Linked DNA regions of Sus scrofa: regions 1 and 3 are each linked to region 2. The links are chromatin contacts, called in public Hi-C maps. All regions are on one chromosome and are shown on one strand. Each heading gives the region's core, a stretch centred on a gene start, on an enhancer-like site or on the middle of the called end of the contact. The rest is flanking DNA. Distances are from core to core; before and after follow the strand shown. Region 1 has its middle 21 kb from the start of ATG4C. Region 2 overlaps KANK4 (KN motif and ankyrin repeat domain-containing protein 4). Region 3 holds the start of ATG4C (autophagy related 4C cysteine peptidase).

The links. A called contact is a pair of places that touch in the nucleus more often than the background predicts.
Region 1: a contact with region 2 is called in a Hi-C map of embryonic fibroblasts, with 1.6 times the contacts expected there. The contact joins two enhancer-like sites. A contact is called at or near these places in 5 of 47 Hi-C or Micro-C datasets (embryonic fibroblasts, fetal skeletal muscle, fibroblasts and 2 more).
Region 3: a Hi-C map of embryonic fibroblasts shows a contact between it and region 2, with 2.0 times the contacts expected there. The contact joins the promoter of ATG4C here to the enhancer-like site in region 2. A contact is called at or near these places in 7 of 47 Hi-C or Micro-C datasets (embryonic fibroblasts, fetal skeletal muscle, fibroblasts and 2 more).

The regions. Positions count from the first base shown.
Region 1 is chr6:149,711,632-149,714,668 of Sscrofa11.1, forward strand. No RefSeq gene overlaps it. Among named protein-coding and RNA genes, the nearest start is that of ATG4C, 21 kb to the left of the region's middle. Within about 2 kb of position 1,415, at least 6 of the 83 cell types and tissues checked have an H3K27ac peak or open chromatin away from gene starts, as enhancers often do. A contact at or near this core is called in embryonic fibroblasts, where this site is marked.
Region 2 is chr6:150,156,828-150,159,536 of Sscrofa11.1, forward strand. KANK4 (KN motif and ankyrin repeat domain-containing protein 4) reads left to right here. Exons shown (of 10, transcript XM_013988888.2): 3 at 155-2,089. Among named protein-coding and RNA genes, the nearest start is that of KANK4, 52 kb to the left of the region's middle. Within about 2 kb of position 1,279, at least 5 of the 83 cell types and tissues checked have an H3K27ac peak or open chromatin away from gene starts, as enhancers often do. A contact at or near this core is called in embryonic fibroblasts, where this site is marked.
Region 3 is chr6:149,690,614-149,693,633 of Sscrofa11.1, forward strand. It overlaps ATG4C (autophagy related 4C cysteine peptidase), which reads right to left and starts at 1,301. Exons shown (of 11, transcript NM_001190284.1): 1 at 1,202-1,301.

The DNA of each region.
Region 1 (3,037 bases), core at 165-2,664, 450 kb before region 2:
TCATTACCCTCCTGCGCATCTGCAGCCATTCTTTACTCTAGGAAATCCTTGCTGATCCATTCAGACTGGCTAAACGTGGCCTCTGTGCTCTAAGCCCCTCAATGTATACTTGTATCATTTCTACTTCTTCTGTGTTGAAGTTATCTGTTTATAATCTCTCTGGCTGAACTGTAAGATTCTAAATGGAAACGCTTCATGAACCCCAGGTGGGATTAAGATCTCCTAATACAAGTGTCTCCAGTTTTCTGGTGTTTTTTGTTTTTGCTTTTGTTTTGTCTTTTTGCCTTTTCTGGGGCTGCTCCTGCGGCATATGGAGGGTCCCAGGCTAGGGGTCTAATGGGAGCTGAAGCCACCAGCCTACACCAGAGCCACAGCAACACGGGATCCGAGCCGCGTCTGTGACCTACGCCACAGCTCATGGCAACGCTGGATCCTTAACCCGCTGAGCAAGGTCAGGGATCGAACCCGCAACCTCATGGTTCCTAGTCGGATTCGTTAACCACTGAGCCATGGCGGGAACTCTTTTTTTTTTTTTTTAAATAAAAGTTACGGGTGTGATGATTTTTGTAACAGGGATAGTAAATACCACTCTCCAGTGCTGTATAACCATTAGGCCTGAAGCTTTCCCTTATACATTACTATCGCTTTTCTCACAGCATACCCTTTATTTTCAAGATTATTTGGGGGAAAAAAAAAAGAATGTTAGGTATGTCCTGCTCTTTATTTTTTAGCCACACCTTCAGCGTGCAGAAGTTCCCAGGCTAGGGATAGAACCCCTGCCACAGCAGTAACAACACTGGATCCTTAACCCACTAGGCCACCAGGGAACTCCTTGCTCTTCTATTTAAAACAAGAGTTTATCTTTGTACAGCGTTTTAAAAGTCAAATAATACTATAAGACTCATAATGGGGAAAAAGAGGTACATTGGTCCTCCTTCTCTATCCCTTATTCCCACTTCTTTTTCTTTCTTTCTTTTTTTTTTTTTGCTTTTTAGGACTGAACCCGTGGCATATGGGGTTGAATCACAGCTGAAGCTGCCAGCCTACACCACAGCCACAGCAAGGAGGGATCCAAGCTCGCCTGCAATCCACACCGCAGCTAAGGGTAACGCCAGATCCTTAACCCACTGAGCAAGGCCAGGGATCAAACCTGCAACCTCATGGTTCCTAGTCCGATTTGTTTCCGCTGAGCCATGGATGGGAACTCCTCATTCCCACTTCTTAAACATTTTTTTTTCCGTTATATTACCTGAATACGCTTTTGGCACGTGCTCCCATCTTCCTAAATAACATCCTTGTATTGCTGCTATTTCAAGATTGCTCAATTTCACATTTTTTGGTAAAGATCAGGCTCTCTTACAACACTGCCTACCACATGTCCCATTCCACACACATTCACGAACATTCTTTTCCTCTTTCATTTCGGTTACCTATGTGATTACGTTACCCACAACTTTTGGTTAACTCAACATGACTATGCGGTATAAAACAATTACACTTCCTTTCTTATACATTTTTTGTTTGTTTGTCCTGGAATTAAAAATTGTTTATTGTTCGCTCAGTTTTCTGAATTCCTCTGATTCATCCTCAAACATTCCTCTAGAATTATACATTTCCTCTCATGAGGTACAAATACATCAGGCTGTTTTTATTTTTATCCACATCTTGGCAACCTGCCCGGTGGAAGCCTCTGCTCCCCTGTCCAGACATGAACAGGTCATCCTCTAGAAATGTTGTGCAGTTATTGCTCGGGGATCTCCTTCGTGCTCATCCTGGGGATTCTTTTCTCCTCTCCGTGCTGGATCCCTAATTTTCCTCCTGATTTTGCTCCCTTATTATTAGCCATTAGTAATGACTAATAATTAGTCATTATTAATGTTACTGGAGAACATATTATCCAGTAATTCCTGACAAAAGGTACATAGAAGGTACCATCTTTAAAAACATGAACAGATGCAAATACCTTTATTTTCTCCTCACACTTCAAAGTGTGGCTGAATATATAATTCTAGGTTGAAACCATTTTCCTTGGAATTCTGAAAACATTGCTCCATGGTCTTCTTGCATGGAGCATTGCTGGAAGAGTTCATTCCTTCCTAATTCTAGCTCTTGGTGATGTCCTTTTTCCTCTGAAATGTTTAGGAACTTCTTTTTGTCCCTAGTAAGTAAAACTTCCCATGGGATGCCTTAACGCGGATCTTTCCAAATCTGCTATGCTGAGCATTTTGTGGACTCTCTAATTCTGAAAAGTCATGAGTTTTGGTTGAGGAAAGCCTTCTTGAATTACTGCTTTGATAACTTCCTCCCCCACGGTTTTCTCTTTTCTCTCTTTCAGAAAGTTTTTATTGCTTTAATTGTCTTTAATTTTCTTTTTTTCATATGAAAAGATTTTATTGAAGTATAGTTGATTTACAATGTTGTGTTAATTTCAGCTCAACAGCAAAGTGATTCAATTATAGGTATACACATAGCCATTCTTTTTTGGTTCTTTTCCCGTATAGGTTACCACAGAATATTAAGCAGAGTTCCTTGTGTTATACACACATTCATCCATTCCATATATAATAGTATTATATGCCAATCCCAAACTCCAATCCATCCCTCCCCCCTCCATATTTCCCCTTTGGTAACCATTATTTTGGTTTCAAGTCTGTGAGTTGGTTTCTATTTTGTAAATGAGTCATTTGAATCATTTTTTTAGATTCCACATATAAGTGATATCAAATGATATTTGTCTTTGTCTGACTTACTTCACTTAGCATGATAATCTCTAGGTCCATCCATATGCTGCAAATGGCATTATTTCATTCTTTTCATGGCCGAATAATATTCCATTGTATATATGTACCATATCTTTTTTATCCATTTCTCGGCTGATGGACAGTTAAGTTGCTAATTTTCTTATATTGTGTCTTTTCCATCTCTTTTTCATTTTCAGTTTTATTTCTTGGTTCTACTTTTTCAGGGATTTCCTCCAACATTATCTTTGAATGTCTGAGCCTTTTGAGATTTCAGAGCATAAATTAGTTTACCTCCT
Region 2 (2,709 bases), core at 29-2,528:
AGGCTGGGAGCATCTCCGCGTAAGTTAGAGAGGCGGAACATTTAGGAGAAGGCCCATGCCAGAGCGTTAAGTCAAAATCCCCCACATCAGGCCTCGCTGCCCTGCAGTGCTCATTAACGTTGTGCTTCTTCTTCACTTGTCTCGTGTCTCCCAGCCAAAGACCAGTCCTCTCAGAGGGAAGAAGAGAAAGAGCCTCCAAAGGGCCACCCTTACTCCGTGGAGACCCCCTACGGCTTCCACTTAGACCTGGACTTCCTCAAGTACGTGGATGACATCGAGAAGGGCAACACCATCAAGAGGATTCCCATCCACAGAAGGGCCAAGCAGGCCAAGTTTAGCACTTTGCCCCGAAACTTCAGCCTTCCCGACAGCGGGGCTCGCCCCCATGCTGCTCTTTCCCACCCAAACTGGTCCCCAGCCGTGCCGAGGAAGGCGTCGCCCGGGCCAGAGGCGCGAGCCCACTCGCTGCTGCTCAGCGAGCCCCCCGCCGCCGCCAGCGGGGGTGACGTGAGCTACCGTCGGAAGGTCCTGCTGGCGGAGACCGCCAGGCAGGTGGAGGCCGCTGCGCCCCCGGAGTTGGAGCTCGTCTCCGGGAGCGCACGGCCCCAGCTTCTGAGAGCATCCAGCATGCCAGCCACACTGCTGCCAAACAGGGCCTCGGAGGACCCAAGCCTAAACTCAGGTTCCCCCGTCCCCCTGGCCCTCCCCCCACTTCAGGGTGAAGGTGGGGTCTGCGACGGCGCCTTTGGCCCCGCGGAAGGATTTTTGGCCAGTTTCCACAGCTCCACCCCGGGAACAGCACCGCAACCAGAAGTCCGAGAGTTGGGAGACCTGGTGCCCGGGATTCCGGAACGGATCCAGGAGGCGGCTGAGCCTCCAGAGGGCGAAGGAGAGGCTCTAAATCACCTCTCTCTCCCAAGTCCTCTTTTCTCACCCCCGAACGTCTTGGTGGTCCTAGAAGATGCAGAGGAGCAACACGAAGGCGGAGAAGCGGAGGCGGGGGTCACGACCTCTGGCTCCCCCACGCCAAGCCCCCCACCTCTGCCATCACCCATCCCTGAGAATGAGCTTTCCCTGGACGAAATCGAGCTCAACATCAGCGAGATCCCCCCACCGCCACCTGTGGAGGTGGATGTGAGAAGCATCGGCATCCGGGTCACGGAGGAAAGCCTGGGCCTCGCCTCTGTGGACCCTGGCAGCATCCCCAGCCTGAAGCAGCAGCTCTCCGACCTGGAGAGTGAATTGTCCGAAAGAACTGAAGAACTGGCCCAGGTCAGAGCTGCCCTCCAGCGGCAGGAGGAGGAAATCCAGGCCAGAGGGCAGAGGATTCAAGAGCTAGAGCGTACTGTAGCTCAACTGGCAGAAAAGCTGAGCCGCAGGAATACCAAAGAAGCTCAGGGCCAGACGGATGCCATGGTCAACACTGACCCTCTGCACGGACTCTTGACCAGGGAGTCGTGTGACAAGAGCATTGGGGTCAACCTTATGGGCAGCATGGGATCTGAAAGCTGGGGAGCCAGGGGAGAGGGGAATGGCTTCTTATGGTGGCAGGACAGCCACAAAGGGGGAGATCGGAGCCCAGCAGAACTTGTGCCACCACCCCAGCTGTCACTGCCACAGGGCCCTGAGGTGGGCCTCCCCCCCTCTTTACATAGCTGCCTCTCCACTGAGCTCAGGATCGAAGAAGGAGGCGCTGAGCAGGAGGGAGGCCCTCAGGTGGAAGCAGAGAGTCTGGTCAGGGGAGCAGGAGGCTCTCCAGGGAGCAGCAAGAGACAGGCTCCCCCAGAGGGGAGGGGGGAGGCCGGCTCAGAGCTGCCAGGGAAAGAGCGCCCAGGAAGGCCACCAAGCTCACCCACCGATGCCACTATTGGGCAGTACGTGAAGAAGATCCAGGAGCTCCTGCAGGAACAGTGGAGTTGCCTGGAGCATGGGTACCCAGAGCTGGCCCGTGCCATCAAGCAGCCGGCCTCCAAGCTCAGCAGCATCCAGAGCCAGCTACAGAGCTCCCTCAACCTGCTGCTCTCGGCCTATTCAGCCCAGGCTCCACCCCAGAAGGAGCCCCCAGGCCCCTCTTCCTCCCCACCGATGGGTAAATACTGGTGCCTGAGACAGGGAACCATTTCTCCTTTACTTGATGAGTCAAAAGGGAAAAGGGTCTTAATTGCATGCATATGTTTTGTTTTTTAAGATTTAAGCATCCCCAGGAACTCACCTCCCCAGGGAATAAAAACTGATCTCTGTTACAGTGGAGGCTTGGGACCCCTGCTCTTGTATTTGCTCTAATGTTTGCATCGACAGCAGGGCCACCATGTACAGCTGCACTGACAGCACCAGGCACAAAGATGTCAGAGGGTAAATAGGAGCTGAAACCCAGCCCACACTTGCCAGGCCTGTCCAGAAGGGTGCCTCTTTCTCATTTGCATTGTGCAGAGGCAATGTCTAGGGCCAAGAATGGCCCTGGCTGTGAATGCTTTAAACCTCTGCCTTCCTTAATTGTTTCGTCTGCTCTTGCATTCCTGTGGTTCTCCCCGGGTCTTGTACATTAGAGCTTTTCTGTAGCCTGGTTTTGGAGGAACACTATATTTAGATCTGAAATATTTTATGGAATATTTTCTGTGTGTGTGTGTTTAAGAAAGAGAGAGACTGTGTGATACATTTGGAAGTCGACCCTTTGGCTAAGTGGCACTTCCTCTTGTAAGAGATTGCACA
Region 3 (3,020 bases), core at 51-2,550, 470 kb before region 2:
ATCAGTTAAGTGGTTTTTTAAACTATTTTTACTAAACTATAAAATTCCTTCTATTGGTTATTTTTTAACATTAAACAGTTCCCAAAATTTTACAGTGAAAGAATTGATAATTAATTCAATATAGCATCAGATTACTGGACTAATTAGAAACTCTTCCTCGTTCAGGGAAGACACTTTATTATTTTGCAAATTGGTATATACATAGACTTTACCTTCCAAAGCTTTTTCAATCCCTTTGGGTAATTTCAATGACTCACTAATTACAAATCATAAACAAGGGAGGAAAGGCATTCCCTTGTGTCTATCTATTAACTGATACAAAAATCATTGCACAAACCTCCACTGGGGACATATGCCTGAAGTAGGAAAAAAGAAAAAAAAAATCTCAGTTAAGATACGAAGAGCTGTAGGAGGAGGTATTCTCCACTAACGCAGGGTAGCAGCGAACCCCCTGCGAGAAAATAATCAATACAAAACGAAAATGTAAGCCAAAGAAATCTTAAGAAATATAAACTCAGTAAGTAGAGTCACGCTTAGCTAATCATTGGCGATCACTCTCCCATTCATCAGTTATCCTAAGAACGCAGATGAACCTCCAACCTAAAAAGCCCTTACATGTAGATAGAGGTGGAAGCGCTCAGGCTAAAAACCAAATAAAGTGACTGAACGTTAAGGTCTGGATGGAAAAGCATTTAGATATTCAGGCAAGTGTTATCAGAGTATGAATTAGTAAGAAGGGCCAAAAAAGGGATAAAGGAGTTAGGAATGAGAACACTGAGATCTTGAGCGTCTAATTTGTTTTCTTTCTTTTCTTTTAGATGGAGAGAAATAGGGAAGAAGTTAAATGGATGAGCTTAGGAGACAAGAGATCGTGCCTGAAACAAGAAAGAAAAGCTTCCAAAGAGAGGGCAACAGCTGCCCACAGGAAGGCTTAAGGTTTGTCAGTTCTGGATCTCAGGAAGAGTGAGGAGTCAGAAAACAAATGACACTAGACAGGAGCAGATGAGGGAGGCGCCAAATTCTGAAAGCCTACACGGTCTGCCACAGGGTCTCCAGTGAGTGCAAGGCCCCCCAAGAAACCTGGTCATTCGGGGACCAGAGACACTAAGCCCCAACCTTCTCCTGACTCCGCTAGCCTCAAGTCGACCCCTCACCGAAAACAGAACTGGAGAAGTGTAAACAATGTGTAGGAGCCACCAACCCGGGAAATGTTCCAGCTCTAGCAGCAGCCGCCAGAAGAGCTGCCAGCAAAAACGCAGACACTCCAACCTCTGCGCCGCAGCCACAGGCACCTCGAGCTTCCCGGCCACCGTAGTAAGAGGAACGCCCCACCCCCTCCTTCAAACCCAGCAGGACAGCCACTTCCGGGGCACTCAAGCTTACAGACTGGCGACAGCAATAGCAGGCGTCACCAGGCCCCTGGTTCGTTTACTTTGTCCATCCTTTTTCGCCCCGTTCACTACGTCAGACCATAAATCACCAATATAGCAAGGACAGAACCAAAGTATCCGTCTCTAAGCGGTGCCCGTGATAGACAAACTGCGTTATGCCCACCATGAGTTCCTATTGAACTGGACTTCAACTCCCAGCAGGCCATGCAATACCACGCCCCTCCCGCGCGGGACTACAAGATCCAGCATGCCCTGCGCCTCTTATTCCTCACTCCGCCCCTGACACCCGAAAACTCAAAGTGCGATTGCGGAGAATTTGTTAAATCCGTTGGACTAATGTACTCTTTTCTACCAAGCCCCACTTTGATTAAAAAAAAAAAAAAAACGGTATTCCGTCTTATCCTTTTGTGAAGTTACTCATAAACCAAGCTACAGTTGGAACTGTAGGTAAATTCTTGTAAAACATTAAGGAATATGTATACTTATTTTCCACATTCAGATTATTTTCTAGAATTGAAACCCAGGACAGTCTGCAAAGGCTTCTTACGAAATGGAAATTTCCATCCTTCCTCATAAGCGGTTTTGAGAGAAATACAAATTATTGCAAAGTTTGATCCTGTTTTGTCTTTGCAGTACCACCGGATTGTACTGGAACAAGGCTGCTAGACATGCTTCTGAATTGCATAGGAAATTATAATAAAAACTGGAAGCAAAAAATTAACATTCTGCACTACTGGACTATGGAACCATGTGGGAAAGAAAATCTTTCAGAATGCAAAGTTGAAAAGTTCAAAATTAGATTTGAGGAGTTCCTGTCCTGGCTCAGTGGTTAACGAATCCGACTAGGAAGATGAGGTTGTGGGTTCGGTCCTTGGCCTTGCTCAGTGGGTTAGGGAGCCGGCGTTGCCGTGAGCTGTATGTAGTGTAGGTCATAGATGCGGCTCAGATCCTGCATAGCTGTAGCTCTGGCGTAGGCTGGCGGCTACAGCTCTGATTGGACCCCTAGCCTGGGAATCTCCATAGGCCGCGGGAGTGGCCCTAGAAAATGCAAAAAGACAAAAAAAAAAAAAAAAAAAAAAAAAAAAAAAAAAAACTAGATTTGAAAAGGTTCTGAATTTTTTATGTGTTTAATGGTTTGAATATTATTTTCTATTAATAATTTCTATTATTAGTCTGACAAAAACAGGTAACCACAACTATTTATTTTTGTTATATGATAGGGCAACCAAATAACCAATTACACAAAGCTGTAGCAAATGTAACATTTCTTTTCTTTTTTTTTTTTTTTTTTTTTTTTTTTTGTCTTTTGCCATTTCTAGAGCCGCTCCCGCGGCATATGGAAGTTCCCAGGCTAGGGGTCCAATCGGAGCTGTAGCCTCCAGCCTACGCCAGAGCCACAGTAACGAGGGATCCGAGCCGCGTCTGCAACCTACACCACAGCTCACGGCAACGCCGGATCGTTAACCCACTGAGCAAGGGCAGGGACCGAACCCGCAACCTCATGGGTTCCTAGTCGGATTCGTTGACCACTGCGCCACGACGGGAACTCCAAATGTAACATTTCTTAAAGTGAGCTCACAAAGTAAATCTGCTTGATGAAATAGCCAGTGGTTCCACATTTTAAAATAC